2 separate regions of the Mus musculus genome follow, and region 2 is linked to region 1. A link is a contact called in public HiChIP or PLAC-seq data. All regions are on one chromosome and are shown on one strand. Each heading gives the region's core, a stretch centred on a gene start, on an enhancer-like site or on the middle of the called end of the contact. The rest is flanking DNA. Distances are from core to core; before and after follow the strand shown. Region 1 overlaps Gm19696 (predicted gene, 19696). Region 2 overlaps Socs5 (suppressor of cytokine signaling 5).

Region 1 (2,837 bases), core at 196-2,695:
AAATGCCTACAGAGACTGCAACTGGACCTTTGGGAAGTCATTGACAGGCAGGGCAACTATCCCAGCACATCTGTGCTCATCCAGCTGCAGGACAGGGATGGGAATCCAAGAAAGTAGGCATTAACCCTTAATGCCCAGGAGGACCAGAATTTATCCACTCAGCAGTGGGGAACCAGCAGAAACTTTGGAGGGAGAGGCAGGGTTTGGGCTGGCTTGTGCTTTGATAAGAGATCACGAAGAGAGATGAGGTTTGAATATAGCATGAGAACTGGTATCAGCGGCCTCAGGCAATGGGGATGCTAAGGAAGAGATTGTGCAGGGCCTCAGAAGACCCTGCCCAGGCCTGGTCTTCAGAGAGCAACCCCTCCTTGACCTCTGACCTCTGGCCATCGGCTGCCAGGGAAGCTCAGGTAGTGGCTCTTCATTCAGCTGACACCAACCCAGGGACACTCAGTGCAGGGCCTGAGACAGGAATGAGCCAGTGGGCAGTGGGGGGACAGCAATTGCCCAGCAACAGCAACATCAAGAAACATCTCCCAGGTCCAGCCTCTGAGGAGTTCTCTCAGGCCCTGGGAGACCGCTGACATTTCCCACAGGAGCAGGTACAGGCCTGAGTGCGACACACTAGTCACTTACCCTTTCCTGAGACTAATTAGCCTCAGTGGAGAATAACTATTCTCCCAGCTACCAGCTCCCTGTGAACCCAGACCACAGACAAATTCCTTAATTGAACTGAAGCTTTCAGCGGGCACAGATGGCCTTAGAGTATCTGTTAGAGCAGAGGCGGACCTGTGCGGTGAAAACACTGTCATTGTGGGCTTAGTAATGGTGACACCGGACCTTTTAAGGCCTCAGACCTTTGTCCAGAGGGGCAGAAATCACTCTGTCAGTCAGTCACTTTAGACAACCAGTTACCACAAGCTATCTGGGACTAAAAGAGCCAAGTAGGAGAGATCTGGGTAAGGTGAGGGGTATCTTAAGTTACCAGGGGCCCTGTGGCTGATCTAGACTTTGTACCAAGGTCATCAAAGCACACACAGGCTCAGGGCAGGAAGAATAGGACTTTGCGGGGGGGGGGGGGCTCCCCTTTTCTGAGTTCAGTAAGTGTGGGTAGTTCTGGCATTGAGAAATGAGGTAGGGGCTGGGAGCCCTGAGTGATAACTAACTGGGAGTCATTTCCAGAGCCCTTAGTTTTACATCTTCGACTTGTATATTTCCATTTCCTCCTGGCCCTGGCCTTACAAAGCTTTTCCCAGGAGCTTCAGCTGCCTCGTGTATGGCTGTGTCCTCTCTTGAAGGTAAGCTAAGACCAGACTCAGTATGCAGGGGACCAGCAGCCCCGGGGTAGAGTGTGGGTGCCGGCTTAGCTGGCTTAGCAGCCTCTGTCCCAGCATGAAGTAGCGCAGGTCGCCACCGGCAGGAGAGCTTCCTTTTCTTTCTCGCAGGGACTGGCAGAGGGGAGTTCCCCTTCTCTGTTTGTTTTGATTCTGTTGTTTTCTTAAAGACAGGAAGGAAAGCTCTCATCACTTTTTCGGTTCTGTGAACAATAAAGGCAGGCGGGAGGATGTTCCCCTGCCAAGCCCACACCTTCTCCTCTTGCCCAGCTTCCAGCAAGGCCCCCACTTCTAAGATCAGGCCCCACTGATTAGCAGGGCTGCCTTCGCCTTTCAATTGCTTTGACTTTTCTGAGTCCTGTGTGTAAAAGTGGGAGTCCTCAGATTCCCTTTACAAGGTTGTCAAGGGTTAAAAAAAGTACCACCCCCACCCCCCAAAAAAAACTCATAAAAGACAAAAAAATCACAAAAACGAAGTTGAAAACACAAAAGACTGCCCTGGACATGAAGTAGGTGTTTCAGGCTTCCTCTTTTGCTTTTCCCCTTTGGGGTCCAGCTCACAGTGGGGAGAGCAAGCCACTCTCTGGACTACAAAGCTGATTCCTTCCACAGCAGACTTGCAGACGCTGGCCTGGCCATGTTAGACTCCTAAAATGCTTGAGAAATAAGAGACTGCTGAGTTCAGGGGCTACTTGGTGCCTGGGATTGTCCTTGCTCTGTTGGGGGACAGGGTGAGCTTGTCTAGGCTTCTAGTCTTCTGTACTCCAGACCCTCACCTCCTCCCTCCTGACAGAGACACTCCATACCCCATGTACACACACACACACCCACACACACACACCATCATATCCTCTCTTCTCCCCTACCTTCTCAAGGTAGTGTCTTGCTGTTTGCTTGGCTGGCCTGGAACTCTGTATGGAGACTAGCCTGGTCTTGAACTTAAGTGCATTCTCCTGCCTCTGCCTCCTGAGTGCTAGAGCACCCCTCTCATTCTGCTTCTTGCTGTCCAGCCTGGCCTCCAACTTGGGTGCCTTCTCCTACCTTCTTGGTGAGAGATGACAGGCATGTACCACCACAACTGGGCTGCTTCCTGGGAGTGAAGGACTATGCTGTCTTGACACAGAAGGGGCCCCAGGTGCTTTCGATGTCCCTACTGTGCCCCCATCTTGCTCTGAAACTTGGCCCCAAGTGTTATCTCGGTATCTTGTCTGCCACGTGGTTCCTGAATCCTTAAAATCAAAATCTTCTTTTCTAGCAAACGTGGTTGATAGACCTGGTCCCCTGGGTAGCAGTTTGACTTGGAATTCTGAAAGAGAGCTGTGTGCAAATGACAAAGTAACACATTTGGAGTGTGGTGCATCTATCTATCTATCTATCTATCTATCTATCTATCTATCTATCTATCTATCTATCTATTTATGAGCACTGTCACATATAAAGCCCAGGCTAGTCTCAAACTCAATATGTAGTTGAGGCTGGGATTTCAGGCATACACCACCAGGT
Region 2 (2,906 bases), core at 242-2,741, 3.0 Mb before region 1:
AGAGCAGCCAAGGGCAAAGCAAACATTTGCTTTACTGGAATGACTTGAATGACTCTAGTTAGTCCTCAGAGCAGTCTTATGAGATAAGTGACCTAATGATACAGGCCTAGAGTCCTACTTGGAAGCTGAGGCAGGAGGATCATGAGCTCAAGACATGCCTGGACTACAGCAGAGGTTCAAGCCCACCCCAGGCAATTAAATGAAATCCTGTCTCTGAGTGAGTAAAACAGGGACAGGGACAGCTCTGTGGGAACACACTTCATACCTGGGATGTCACAAGACACGCTCAACCCCAGTGCCATACACATAAGTAAGAGTCTACAAAGTAGCTGGGTCTTGTCAGTATTCTGATGAAAATAGAAGCTCAAGATACTAAACAACGTTCCTGCAACTACACGGCCCTTCACAAAGTCTACCGATTGAGAAAACGAAAACACTGTCTCCAACCTTGAGGACGGGAATGAGCTGTGGTCTCTGGCAGATACTAAACTGTCACTCTTTGACACCATCTAATTTTAATAAAATGTAAAAATAGGCTGCCTTCTATATTAAGTATTCACTACGTTTGTTTAAACTAAAAACCTATTTTTCCAGGCACAGTAAGTTTCCAGGTCTGCAACAGCTAAAGAAAATGTATTCTAGAACATTCACATCACAGCCATTTTTGAATGGGTGGACGAATGCCGCCACCCTAGAGTCCATTTGTCCATCAACTACATTCTTTTATCTCTCTCAATATTCACATTCTCTAGATTTCTAAGATGTTCTATACATTGCAAGTATAGGAATCTGAGTCACTAAAGTGACTTTCCAGGTCCATATGCTTAAGATGCTAGGGTCAGACACAGGAAGAATTGTGCAGCCACAAGCTGCAGGGCAGAGCACAAGAGACTCTGAGAAGAGTTGAGAAATATAGATATGAAGGTAAAAATCTTACAAACTTTAAAAAAAACACTTTCCACAGTAAAGTATACAGTACTGCTCAAGAAATTAGATCTAAATAAACAGAGATCTATACCCTCCATTGCTATGGAGGACCCAGGAAACTAGCAGCAGCCTACCACTCCCTTCACTAAACTCTACAACAGCACAACTAGTCTTAGTAGTGTGTATGTGGTGGGCAGGCAGACAACAGAAGGCACCAGCATGAATAGATACCACAGACGGAAAGAAACACTAAAACTCGGCAAACAGACAGTTGGCCGTTTTGAACACATGCTTCACAAATGATAACATGCAGATGACATGCAGATGCCCCATGAGCACACGACAGAGTACTCAATTATCAATAACTGCCAGGAAAGTGAAGTTCAAACCACAATGAGCGACCCCAACATGGCAGCTAGACCAGTGGGGAAGGCCTGATGTAAACAACTCTCTGAGGGAGAGGGTATGTCTGTCAGTTTCCTGTGCCCTTAACAACATACCCAGGGAAAACACCTTAAGGCAGTGTTTCTCGACCATGCGTCAGTCCCTCTGTGGGGAGAATAACCCTTTCACAGGGTCACCTAAGACCATGGGAAACACAGATATTTACATTGTGATTCATAACAGTAGCAACATAGCAGTTATGAAACAGCAACAGAGATAATTTTCTGGTTGGGGAATCACCACAAGATGAGAAACTCTATTAAAGGGCCAGAGCATCAGGACGGTTGAGAGCCACTGCGTTAAGGGGACACATTTACTTTAGATCATTGCTTTCTAGGTTTCACCCCACCGTGGCCAGAATATGGAGAATAGGACATACAGCCAATGCCATCACAAGTCACCCATCAGAGAAAGTTTCGCACCAGGAGGTAACCCACACTGTCCTCTTTTAAGACCCAGAACCTAGGGGACACTGCTGCCCACATGCAGGGTGAGCAGCCCTTAAACAGTTCTCTCTGGAGATGAGCTTTCTATTCTCTTGGGCCTTTCTTGAGCCAGTCAAGCTGAGAAGTTAACAAGCATAGACTGTAAAGTGGCAAATCCACCTCAGAAACTCTACTTCAAGTACAGCTGCACTTCTAAGTATTCCCTAAGGAGCAAAGAGGGCCCTAAGAAAAGATATCAAAAGTATTCATTGCAGCCTACCACTCCCTTCACTAAACTCTACAACAGCACTAGTCTTAGTAGTGTGTATGTGGTGGACAGGAACAGGCGCCCGTGCACACATATCACATGTGGTGTGTATGGGGTGTGCATCACAGGCACCTGTGCACACATATCACATGTGGTGTGTATGGGGTGTGCATCACAGGTGCCCGTGCACACATATCACATGTGGTGTGTACGGGGTGTACATCACAGGCACCCGTGCACACATATCACATGTGGTGTGTATGGGGTGTACATCACAGGCGCCCGTGCACACATATCACATGTGGTGTGTACGGGGTGTGCATCACAGGCACCTGTGCGTGCACACCATGTGTGATCAGGCCTCTTCTACTGCTCTTCACCTTCTTTTCTGAGACAGGGTCTCTGGTTGACCCCATGCCTGCCCTCTCATCTACACTGGCTGATCATGCAGTCATACCTGGCTTTCTACATAGATGTTAGGGGTCTAAACTCCGGCCGGCATGCTTATACAGCAAGGACTTTATCCTGAGCCACCCTCTGCAGCTTTGAGACTCGCCTTATACTGGGGGGAAAGCAGAACATTGGCTGCAGGTGTGTAAAAAAGAGAAAACAAGAATGGAACAGGCACAAGGGATCTTTGGGACTGAAGGAAATTGTTAATCATATGGATAATTAACTGAGTGTGGAACTGAGGCTGGGCTCTGTGGCTCAGACCCGTGATGCCTGGCTGTGGGAAGTGGAGGCAAAGGGGTCAAAATTCAAAGCCAGCCTCAGATACATGAAACAAGTAAAAAAAAAAATTAAAAAGTATACTTAGAATGTTTGTATTTTACTGCATGTAT

What was found. HiChIP or PLAC-seq counts read pairs in DNA pulled down with a chosen protein or histone mark.
Region 2: a contact with region 1 is called in an H3K27ac HiChIP or PLAC-seq map of large pre-B cells, with 4 times the contacts expected there. The contact joins two enhancer-like sites.

Annotation. Positions count from the first base shown.
Region 1 is chr17:84,144,674-84,147,510 of GRCm38.p6, reverse strand. The region is part of intron 1 of Gm19696 (predicted gene, 19696); the gene reads left to right. Among named protein-coding and RNA genes, the nearest start is that of Gm19696, 10 kb to the left of the region's middle. Within about 2 kb of position 1,445, at least 131 of the 459 cell types and tissues checked have an H3K27ac peak or open chromatin away from gene starts, as enhancers often do.
Region 2 is chr17:87,117,691-87,120,596 of GRCm38.p6, reverse strand. All of the region lies in intron 1 of Socs5 (suppressor of cytokine signaling 5), which reads right to left. Among named protein-coding and RNA genes, the nearest start is that of Socs5, 11 kb to the right of the region's middle. Within about 2 kb of position 1,491, at least 59 of the 459 cell types and tissues checked have an H3K27ac peak or open chromatin away from gene starts, as enhancers often do.